Regions from separate parts of the Bos taurus genome. Here region 1 is linked to region 2. A link is a contact called in public Hi-C data. All regions are on one chromosome and are shown on one strand. Each heading gives the region's core, a stretch centred on a gene start, on an enhancer-like site or on the middle of the called end of the contact. The rest is flanking DNA. Distances are from core to core; before and after follow the strand shown.

What was found. Hi-C and Micro-C count contacts between places; a contact is called where the count stands out from the background.
Region 1: a contact with region 2 is called in a Hi-C map of liver, with 4 times the contacts expected there. The contact joins the promoter of SLC7A5 here to the enhancer-like site in region 2. A contact is called at or near these places in 4 of 11 Hi-C or Micro-C datasets (blastocyst, liver, skeletal muscle and 1 more).

Annotation. Positions count from the first base shown.
Region 1 is chr18:13,323,995-13,330,055 of ARS-UCD2.0, reverse strand. It overlaps SLC7A5 (solute carrier family 7 member 5), which reads left to right and starts at 3,252. Exons shown (of 10, transcript NM_174613.3): 1 at 3,252-3,879. The coding sequence starts at 3,348.
Region 2 is chr18:13,266,861-13,272,565 of ARS-UCD2.0, reverse strand. No RefSeq gene overlaps it. Among named protein-coding and RNA genes, the nearest start is that of KLHDC4, 13 kb to the right of the region's middle. Within about 2 kb of position 2,360, at least 7 of the 102 cell types and tissues checked have an H3K27ac peak or open chromatin away from gene starts, as enhancers often do. A contact at or near this core is called in liver, where this site is marked.

The sequences.
Region 1 (6,061 bases), core at 2,003-4,502, 57 kb before region 2:
GCCGCCAAGCCCCCAGACAGGAGAGACTTCCCCTAAGGGATCATAGTGTGCAACCCCTGACCCAGAGACACAGATCCTCTCATTGAAGTGTGGGGATAGGTCCTTGCTGGGCTCAGCTTCTCCAAGGCCAACACTCCCTGTTCCAAGAGGCCCTGGGAAAGGCTCCTCTGTGGAAGAGGCAGCGACTTGGGCCCAGATTGCATCGTGCAGCCGAGAATCAAACTGCTTGTTCCTCCAAATGTGGCAGCTCTCCCAGAGCTCAGCACGCACCTGGGCTCCTCCAGAGCACCCCCAGGGCCCACCAGATAGGACTCTGGAACGTGACACTCCATTGTTTCACTCATCTGTACGTCAAGAGCGCATTGTGCTTAGAGGTGTACCTCCGGGTTTTTAAGAGCTACGCTGGATCCCACCACACGGATGTAGCAACATTTGCCAAAGCAAGTCCCCAGGGACTTTGGATTATTTCCATGCTTGGCGACTTCGTTCTTAAAACTACAATAAACAATCATGTAGCCAAAACTCAGCACAATCCTTACCACCTTAGATCTACTTCTGCAAGTGCAATTACAGGTCAGGTGAGACACACGGTTTTAAGGTTTTTGACTGAAACTCCCAAGCTCTCCCTGTAGAAATGCCCAAGTTATTCTCCACCAATCCTTGTGAGAATAAATGACATAACTTTTAAGAAACTACTGGCTAGCATTGAAAAGAGTGGGCTTCCCTGGTTGACTCCGTGGTAAAGAACCCGCTTGCTAATACAGGAGACCCAGGTTTGATCCCTGGGTCTGGGAGATCCCTTGGAGAAGGAAATGGCAACCCACTACATTATTCTTGCCTGGGAAATCCCAGGGACAGAGGAGCCTGAACAGCTTCAGTCCATGGGATTCCAAAGAGTTGGACACTGAGGGACTAAAACAACTGAAGAGCACCGCAGAGTGAGCAGAACTGAACCTGCCTGGGACAAGAAGTTGCTTTTCTGTCCACCAGATGGTGCTGTTAGCTAAGGTTTTTGCATCCTGCATGCCAAGTCACCTGTCTCCTGCATCTCCTGCAATGGCAGATGAGTTTTTACCACCAGCTAAGGTTCTCTTGCCTGGAAAATCCCATGGACAGAGGAGCCTGGAAGGCCGCAGTCCATGGGGTCGCTAAGAGTCGGACGCAACTGAATGACTTCACTATCACTTTTCACTTTCATGCATTGGAGAAGGAAATGGCAACCCACTCCAGTGTTCTTGCCTGGAGAATCCCAGGGACAGGGGAGCCTGGTGGGCTGTCGTCTCTGGGGTCACACAGAGTCGAACACGACTGAAGTGACTTAGCAGCAAGGTTCTAAATTTCTGGTAAGGGAAGTCTGAGGTACACACACACACACACAGACAATCAAGTTTACCCTTGGAAATCTAGTACACTCTCACACAAAAACCAGGTAGAAACTGACAATGGTGGCACAGCTGCCATGAGATGGTGGAAACACCACTGGAGGTTGTTACCATCCAGCTATTAAGTCTTCTGCAGGTTCCCAGAAGCCCCCACGGGAGACACCGACAAGTCCACATGCATATCCCGTCCCTTCCATCTCCCTTGTTAATTCTTACCCTAGGAAAGCTGTAGTGGAGTGGCCTGGTTCCTTCCACCTGGCTCTGGCTCCTTAGAGCCCTGGGCTTATCATGGTTGTTAATTTTACACTCTGATGAGCAATTATTGATTGCCTGTCTATGTCTGGAGGAGGTGCTCCAGGAGGTGCCTGCTATGGGAGTACAGGGTGGAGGAGCTCGGGACCTCTCCTTAGAGCATTGCAAATAACTGCCATCCTCGTAAAGCAAATTTAGTGATAAATAAACCACAAGAAGAGAGGCGACAGAATGAGCACCACATAGGTTCAGGGCACTGGTCAGACAAGTCCCGTTGTTCTGCTGAGACTGTTTCTTCATCTACAGTAACATCAGCAGCTCTTCTATTAAATGAGACTTTGTACACCAAGGGCTCACACCTGATAAAGGGTCAGAAAGTTTGCTTAGCTTTGGTTGTCTGGTCTTTGCAAGGCAGCACCCTCTAAAAGGACAATGGGAAGAACAAGAGCTGAGAGGTTATTCCTGATTCCACCAAGTCACTGACTTAGACATCTCGCAAGCTAATATTTGTGCTATGTGATCTTCCAGCTGCCAAGGCTTGTCGAAGTGTTTGGTTCGAACACTGCAGATGAAGGGCTGGCCTGTTGGGGACAGCGCGGGGAGAGGGGGGATGTGGAAGGTCCAAATGATATGCCTTGGCTAAATCCCCGAGATGGGATTCTAAATTCTTTCTCTGTGCACACATCAATTTCATCAGCAAGCATGTCTGACTCCTGCTTGCAGGCCTGCAGTGACTGGTCATCTTGCATTTCCCCTTCTGACTCAGCACTGGTTACCTGCTGGCCCTCCAATCCAGGTGCCTCTGGAGTCCTTCAAGGCTAAGGCCCTTTCACCCTGCAGACCGGGCTCCTTCAGGAAACCCTCATTCTGTCAATGTAACCGAGCTTTCTGCAGAGTCCGGTTTTCCCAGATTCTTTGTCGCTGCTCCTCCAAGCCATGAGCCCTTGAACGCTGCTCATTGGCAAAGCCGTTCCCCCTGCGATAGAATGAGAATTTCCGAGCCCAGGAATGAATGAGCTCAGATGCGAGATCGTGCTCCTTCAGCCCTGGGATTTAGGGTCCTAGGCCCAACCTGGATCTCGAGAGCTCGCCACCCACCCCCACTCCCCAGAGGCGGTTCTGACCATCTTAATATATTCCCCAGGTCCCCGGGATGAGCGGACCAAGCGGGGTCCTACCACCTCGGGCCTTGGGCGCCCTCCAGGTTGGCAGGCATTGCCTCCTCTGACTGAGCCCCCAAGACGCCCCAAATCCCACTCATCCTCTGCGGTGGCCCCAGGTCGTCGGCCCTGCTGTAACCCACCCGCTTCCGCTCGAGCAGCTGGGGTCCCCAGTGCACGCGGGAGAGGGGCGGCGATGACCACGGAGCTAGTGAGGGGGTCGAGGAGCCCAGTGCTCCGCGCGCGCGCGCGGCGGAGCCGGGATTCCCGGGACCACGTGGGGCCAGGAGCACCAGCCATGCAGGTCACTGCGTACTTCGCGTGAGCCGAGTGGGAGCGTCCGGTTCTTAACGGCTGTGGAGGCCACACCCCCGGGGCGAGGCGCGTCAATGACGGGGCGGGCCGGGGGCGGGGCCACCGTCCCGGTATAAATGGTGGAGTTTTGTTGGCTACCGCCACGATCGCGGTAGGAGAGCCGGTTCTCTCCGGTGGGCGGCGCGCGCCGGGTGTCCGGACTTTCCCGGCCCTGCCCGGCCCGACCCTGCGCGGCAGCATGGCGGGCTCAGGCCCCAAGCGGCGCGCGGCGGCGGCCACCCTCCCGGCGAACGAGAAGGAGGAACGGCAGGCGCGGGAGCGGATGCTGGCGGCGCGGGGCGCGGACGGCGCGGAGGGCGAGGTGACCCTGCAGCGCAACATCACCCTGCTGAACGGCGTGGCCATCATCGTGGGCACCATCATCGGCTCGGGCATCTTCGTGACGCCCACCGGAGTGCTCAAAGAGGCGGGCTCGCCCGGGCTGGCGCTGGTGGTTTGGGCCGTGTGTGGCGTGTTCTCCATCGTGGGCGCGCTCTGCTACGCCGAGCTGGGAACCACCATCACCAAGTCGGGCGGCGACTACGCCTACATGCTGGAGGTGTACGGCTCGCTGCCCGCCTTCCTCAAGCTGTGGATCGAGCTGCTTATCATCCGGCCCTCCTCGCAGTACATCGTGGCGCTCGTCTTCGCCACCTACCTGCTCAAGCCGATCTTCCCCACCTGCCCTGTCCCCGAGGAGGCTGCCAAGCTCGTGGCCTGCCTCTGCGTGCGTGAGTACTGAGTACCGGGGCCCTGGGACACCGGCGGGCGCGGGGAGGGTTGGAGTAGGGGATGTGTGCCGAACCGTGGTCGCCGCATCCTTGGCCCTCCCGGCACTCCTGGACTATCCCTACACCCCGCGCCCCCGCCCCCCTCCCCGGTCCGACCCCGGAGTTCTAGACTGAGGGCAAGGGCCCCAATACCACGTGCGTTTCATTCATTCCTTTCCACACAGTCTTGGGAACTCCGCAGTGAGTTACACAGCAGGGTCCCCGCCCTGAGCCTCGCCAGAAGCGCCTTTCCACTCGGTCCTTCCGGAACCATGCTTAAGCTGACCCTTACTTACCTCCTGAGAGGCACCCACGTGGAGTGCCTGAGAAGCCTGTCTGTTTCTGTGTTCTTTGATTTCCCCAAGCCTTACTGTTTGTGGAGAGAGATCGTAGTTTAAAAAAAAAATCAACAAACGTCATTCAAACATGCTCAGTCGGGAAGGGCTGACTCTTACAAAACCAATAATACATGTGTGTATTATTGGTTTTGTAAGAGTCAGCCCTTCCCGACTGAGCATGTTTACCTGTGATGGATTCATTTTGATGTTTGGCAAAACTAATACAATTACGTAAAGTTTAAAAATAAAATAAAATTAAAAAAAAACAACCAATAATAGTAAAATTGTGCGTGGGTAATGAATGAGTTGCTCTTGTAGACAATGGAAGGTTGCATCCTCTAGCCAGTCTTAAAAGAAGGGGCTTAACTGCATCTTAAGTGTGTGCAGGGTGGGTGCTGGCTTTGGGATCCCAAGCTGTGCTGAAATACACACACTGGGCACAGCCCAGATGTTGGTGGAGGAGGTCCCAGGATGTTGGTGGAGGAGGTTCTGGTATGTTGGTGGGTTGTTTTCTGGTGGTATTTCAGGAAAAAATTTTTGTACTGAAAGCCACATGGTTTTCGTATCTTTGTCTATGGCTGCAAACATCTCGGGAGACGTGCAGGGTGGAAGTGTCCAGCCACCTGATTTGAGGCCTTGCCTAAACCTTGAGGTGCACAGAGGTGTGGAGCCAGCAGGGCTGGTTTCTGTCCAAGCCCCAAGACTCAGGGAGCCGTGCCATCGCTTGGAGCGGCTTTGACCAGCAGTACGCGCTGGTGCTGTTGGAATTCTGGAGCCTGGGGCACCAGCTCACTGTGTGTGTGTTGGGTGGGGGGCTTTCAGAGGCATTCTCTGAGAAGTGGTGTCCCAGGGAGACCTGAGACCACAGAGCGGCCGTGCCGGGGGAGGGGGACGTCTTGCCTTTGAGGGGAATTTCAGCAATGAACATCTCAGCTTGTAAAAACCTTTGGCCCAAATCTAGGAACAGTCACAGAGATAGTTGATCTGCCTGAAGGCAGGGGAACCTGTGGCTTCCAGTGGGCTTCTCAGACGATGCTTTGGGCCGAGTGAGGAAAAGCCCCTCTTTGTTGATTTTCTGTCAGTAGAATTTTCATTGTCCGATTTTCATCGTTGCTAGGTCTAATGTTTGGGCCCAGGATGTGATGACATAACACTGCCTTAAAGGGCCCCTCTGTGATCTTGGAAAGTGGATTCCTCACTTTCTCAAGCTTTTGGGTTTAAGCAGGTGAAGCCATGGGATGGATTCTGGAGTGGCTGTGGCGGATAAGCCCTCACCAGGACTCCTGTGGGCGGCAAGGAGGGTCACATAAGTTCCACCCCTTCTCATGCAAGCTGGGATGATGTTCTTCACGTGTCCATTGGCCATTCTCTGCTCTTTTCCCTGAACCACCCTTGCGAGTGTGTTGTGTGTGTGTTGTGTGTTGTATTTTCTGGTGAAAAGGAGATTTATAGTAACACAAGGATATGCTGTCTGAAGGAGGGAGCGCTAGTCTAGAGCCTGCCACATATAGAGGGGGATGGGGGCTTGTCCGAGGCTGGCAGGAAGGTCACAACCACCCAAGAAAGGGTCTGCTCTTGGGCGCATCTGAGATGGCAGTGAAAAGCCACAGTTTCTAATTGTTGTTGATTATTGCACACATGCCAGGTTCGCACTCCCTGAGCCCCCCGCTTGTGGCAGCAAGCCCATGCGCCCCAGCCCAGCAGCCCACAGCCTGAGCCAATGCATGGTGAACAGCCCAGGGGCCCACCCTTTGAACAGCATGTTGTGGAGCCACAGTTTTGCCAATTGCCTTTCCTGCCCCAGG
Region 2 (5,705 bases), core at 1,111-3,610:
AGGTTCCCAGATTTACAAAGTAAAGCCAGGGGTATTCTGCGGGGCCAGCACGGGGGAAGGGAAATGGAAAGATGACTGCGGGGGCAGCCGTGCGGAATGAACTGTCTGGGGCCTGGGGAGGAGCAGGGAGGAGAGGGACAGCTGTGGGCATGGAGCTCACAGGTGGAGCCTCTGCCCCTGGGTGGGCACGGGACACAGCCCCTCAGCCTCATTGCCTCCCCAAGCCCCGCCCTCCCAGGTGTGCAGGGGTGTTGGTTTTCCCACCCCAATACTGTTCAGAGGCCACCACAGAAAGACTAGGAAGGAGACAGTCCAGTCTGTCCAAGTTTGAGCCACCCAAGAGGCTCCGAGCCAGGGACTCGGTTAGTGACATGGCCCCGCGAGGTCACTGCGCCTTCCACTGCGGTCACTGATTCAGAAAAGCAGTGCTCCTCTCATCCCTGGCTTTGGCCTCATTTCACAATCACAATGAAGTCAGGATCGAATGGATGCAATCGCTAACGTTCCGGCGCCCTGCGGCTGGTGGCCCCCGAGTGAGCGGGAGAGACAAGTCACTTTGGTGCCTGGTGGGGTTGTTTTGATTTCTGTATCCCTTATCCCAGGGGTTGTTCTGATCCCCTGGCCAAGGCATCAAGGTTACCCGGAGACTCAGCCTGAGCAAGACTTACAGATTCCCTCCCGTTTACTATAGTACAGACCTGTCTTGCTGTATGCAAGTGAGTCTCAAATGACGCCCTGTGTCAGCGCTCCAGCTGTGGGATTCAGGGGAGACTCTGCAGGGGTGGGCAGGGTAGAAAGGGCCAGAGTCACAGGAGTGACCTCCAAGCATTGGGACTCTCAGAAAAGCTTTAATCCCTAATGCCACCCAAGACTCGAGACTATTCCCGTTCTGGAAAACTCCTCATCTTTGCATCTCTGGGAGCTGAGAGGAGGCCAAGGGGACCCCAGAGGGATGGATGGAGGAAGGCCAGTGTGGGGACTGCTGGGAGCAGGCAAAGCGAGGTTCAGCTCTCCATCTGGAGCCCTGAGGCATTTCAGAGACAACCTGGACTTTAACTCAAGGATGTGTTTTCTCCCCAGAGCAGCAATGGTGGAATATGGCGGGGGAGGCGGGGAGGCGGGGGGCGGGGATGTGTGCAGTGCACATCTGATGGGCACGGGGTGCTTTAGAGACCACATCCTGAGAAGTGAATGGCCTCTAAATGCAGCATCGTGACCTGCGTGAGATCTTGAGCGGGACCAGGCATTCATGGGGAAGCCAGCTGAATCCAAACAGCGTCTGTAGTTGAGTTGGTGGTCACACACCTGTGTCCCCGTGTTGGTTTCTCCATTTCTACCGATTTACCGATGTCCTGGAAGATGAACATACGAAAACTCAGAACTATCTTTGCAACTTTTTTGTAAATCTAAAAGTATTCCAAAAGAAAAAAAATGTGTATCTGATTTAAAAAAAAAAAGGAGGCCAAAGGTGAAAGCAATAGGTGTGGGGAGGGGAAAATGCAGGTGCAGGGCGGAGGGCAGGAGGGCAGGAGGGCAGGAGGCAGGGCCAGGAGCCCATCTTAGACCCCATGGGTAGAGCTGCGTGGGTTTGAGCCCCAGAAGCAGAGAGGCATGTCGGCTCTTGTTCTCCACACTTTGATGGTGGAGATGAAGGTTAACATTTTAAGAACGAGCAGTTGGCCTCCATCCAGCCCCGGCTGGGCTCTCCTCACCTGGCGGGCAGCAGGGAGAACTGTTCCGGTGCCTATCTGTTTTCAGAACAGTTGAGCAAACAATCATTTACAGGTTTCCATGGACGCCTGAGGACACTGGGCTTCTGACGCTAGGGATCACAAACAATTTTTTCCACCATCTTTCCACTCCCCTGGGGCCCCAGGGCTCGGGCCGGGCCTTCCCCTGTGTTCTATATGTGTGAAGGCTGGCAGGCCCGTCTGACCTCAGTTCACCCTGTAAAATGACCCCAAAGCCAGCATGGAAGTCCCTCTTAAAAACACACCTTCTGGGAATTCCAGGCAGTCCAATGGTTAGGACCCGGAGCTGCTGAAGCTGATGTTGAGGGCCTAGGTTTGACCCCTGGCCCAGGAAGTAAGATCCCACAAGCCACACAGTGCAGTCAGAAAAAACCTACGCTTCTCCTAACACATTGGGGAGGTGAAAGTGAGTTCTGAAAAGACACTTTTTCCAGCCACCTCTAGTCCAGCCCCTTCTGTCTGGTCCCTCTTGGCTGCCTGCCTGGGGACCGGCCACCTTCAGTGTGATGGCCACGGGGGAAATAGTTCCAGCCATGGAAGGCTGCGGGTGCTTCTGTTTCTGATGCCGGGAGCTTTCCAGCAGGCTCTTCCTTGATGCCATGCGGGGATCATGCAAGGCCATTGTCAGATGGCCAGAGGCCGTCAGTGGGGAAGGGCTGACCTCTGGTGGCAGATTCCTGTATTGCATCACTTCATGGCAAATGGAGAAACAACAGAAACAGCGAAAGGCTTTATTTTTCTTGGGTTCCAAAATCACTGCAGTTGGTGACAGCAGCCATGAAATTAAAAGACTCTTGCTCCTTGGGAAAAAAGTTATGACCAACCTAGACAGCATATTAAAAAGCAGATACATTCCTTTGCCAACAAAGGTCCATCTAGTCAAAGCTATGGTTTTTCCAGTAGTCATGCATGGATGTGAGAGTTGGACTATAAAGAAAGCTGAGTGCTGAAGAATTGATGCTTTAACATTGAGTTGGTTTTGGAGAAGACTCTTGAGAGTTCCTTGGACTGCAAGGCGATCCAACCAGTCCATCCTAAGGGAAATCAGTCCTGAATATTCACTGAAAGGACTGATGCAGAAGCTCCAATACTTTGGCCACCTCATGCGAAGAACTGACTCATTGGAAAAGACCCTGATGTTGGGAAAGATTGAAGGCAAGAGGAGAAGGGGATGACAGAGGATGAGATGGTTGGATGGCATCACTGACTCGATGGACATGAGTTTAAGCAAGCTCTGGGAGTTGGTGATGGACAGGGAAGTCTGGCATGCTGCAATCCACGGGGTCGCAAAGAGTTGGACACGACTGAGCGACTGAACTGAACTGAACTGAACTGAATGCTCCTCCCAGCTTCTATGCCGTCTGTGTGCCCCACGGGAGCCTCAGGCCCTTCCTATCCCCGGGCGCCTTTGCAGGCTGGGGGTCCTGAGGGCGTATGCTGTGGGGTGAGCTCACCCCTCAGGCCCCTTTCACCTGTGGGGACTGTGTCCACAGCAGGGGTCCAGGGCCTGGCTTCCAGCTGTGGGAGCTGGTGACACCCTGGGACCACAGGGCTGCTCCTCAACCCTAAGGGGGCCCCGTCTGCTCTCACTGAGCCCAGCTCTCTCAGTCTTTGTCCACCTCCTGTCCTTCATTCCCCGGCCCAGGAGAAGGTCTGGTTGTCTCTGGCTCTGTGATGGCCAGGAGGTGCCCAGCCTTGGACCAAAGTGGTCTGGTGCTCAGACAAAACAAGACACCCCCTTCTGCTTTTAAGAATATCATCACCAAGTCATTATTATTATACCCAGGAAATGCTGAAAGCGGACACTTCGATGTCTCCTCTTGTCAAGGGTCAGAAGTAAGGAGGAGTTGGGGCATGGAGAGGATGCCTGCTTCACATCGTACCTGGTAATTTTTTTTTTTTTTTCCCATACTATGGGGCATGCGAGATCTTAGTTCCCTGACCAGGGATTGAACCCATGTCCCGTGCAGTGGAAGCTCAGAGTCTTAAATAGTGGACTGCCAGTGCCCGGTAATTTTTAACGTGGTAAGTCTGGTGACCAGGTTTTCTCTCTTTTTGCTTGTTCTCTTATTACTGTTACTAAACATACACCAATATGAACACTTCCCTGTGTGCTGTGGGTGGAGCTGACTTCCTCGTGGTGTGCCTGTAGGCCCTGCTCACCGGTCCAGGCTGGGAGAGAAGTTTCCATGTCTTTATCAGGGAGCCTCAGAGATATCCCAGGAAGACGAGGTCTCCTGCCAGCCAGGAAGCAACTGTTAGTGTCGAATGCACAGCAGTTGGTTGGCAGGTGGGTTATAGTGACGCCGTGAGCCTTAGTGCCACACACTCAAGCATGCAGGTTCAAGTCTGTGTCCCAGAGACAGCACCCTAAACCTACCTTCTGGGAGGTGGGCATTGGCTCTCGAGACCCCACCCACTGTGCCCTGACTTCACAGCATTGCTCCAGGTTTGCTTCTCTTTTCGGATGAGTGGATTGTAACATTAAATACACTGGGCCCCCTGGTGGCTCAGATGGTAAGAATCTGCCTGAAAAGCAGCGTATGCAGGTTTGATCCCTGGGTTGAGAGGATCCCCTGGAGATGGAAATGGCAACCTACTCCAGTATTCCTGCCTGGAGAATCCCATGGACCGAGAAGCCTGGCGGGATACAGTCCACAGGGTCCCAAAGAGTCAGGCACAACTGAGCGACTTTTGCTTTCTTTTTATGTATTTTCTTTTAAATACATTACTGTAGGGGAACTAGATTTGCCACCCAAAATGTCTCTGACCTGCAAATCACTTCAAATTGAAGACAATCAAGGCCTAAAAGCCTCAGGAAGAAACTTTGACCTTTATCCAACTGCCCAAAGGATTTAGATAGAGGGCTTGTTCCCAGAATAGGACTGTCAATAAAGATGTCTCGAGAATATGGTTGGGTGGGGTAGGGGACTCAGCGGGGCCTGCGATCAGAGTCCACTCCATGTCCCATTGTCTCTGCTGGCCCAGCAAACAGTCCAGGTGAATTATCTTCTGCCCCTCCGATGACCCAGACCACTCCACTCATCATCCTATTCTATCTGTAGCTGAAGATGGTATTTAAGGTGAGGGTTTTGGTCATTTTCGTGAGCTGTGCAGTTTTTCTGGATCTCTCCTATGTACACATGTTATTAAACTTTGATATTTCTCCTGTTAATCTGATTCATAGACCAGCCAGAAGAACCTAGAAGTTGTAGAGGAAAATGTCTTCCCCAACATTATTTATGTAAAAATATGTAACACCTCCTTACCAGCCTTGGGTGTTAGTGTCCTGGGTCTGGGGCATTCTGATCGGTGTGTGGGGGTGTCTCCCAGCTGCTGTAACCTGTGTTTCCCTGATGACATGTGATGCACAGCATCTGCATTATTTATAAAACCATTAGTTGATGGTGGCATCCTGGAGAGAGGCTATTTGAGAGGCTGGGATGGCAGACATTTCAGTGGAATTCAAGAGCTTAGAGTGGAGTCCCGCTTCGGAGGGAGGGTCCAGGTGGCAGGGGAACGCAGGGGCCTTGCACAACTTCACAGCAATGTCACTGGCATTTGCTTTGATCAGCCTCCACCTGAAACCATGTTCCTCAGGTTGGAACTTGAACCCATGGGGCTGGGACTCGAACTGTTGCAGGAAGGGGGACCCCTTCTGGAGCTGGAGAGCGGGCCCTTGTCTAACACTGGGAAATGAATTGTCCGAGGAGACCCATGAGCTGACAAAGCAAGAGACTATTGGGAAGAACGCCCGACAGGAAGTAGCAGGGTAAGGGAACCCAGGAGAACTGCTCTGCCACATAGCTCACAGTCTCAGGTTTTATGGTGATAGGAGTAGTTTCCGGGTTTTCTTTGGCCAATCACTCTGACTCAGGGTCCTTCCTGGTGGCACACGCATTGCTCAGCCAAGCAAGAAGGATTCTGGGAGATGGTTGGACACATGGCATCTCC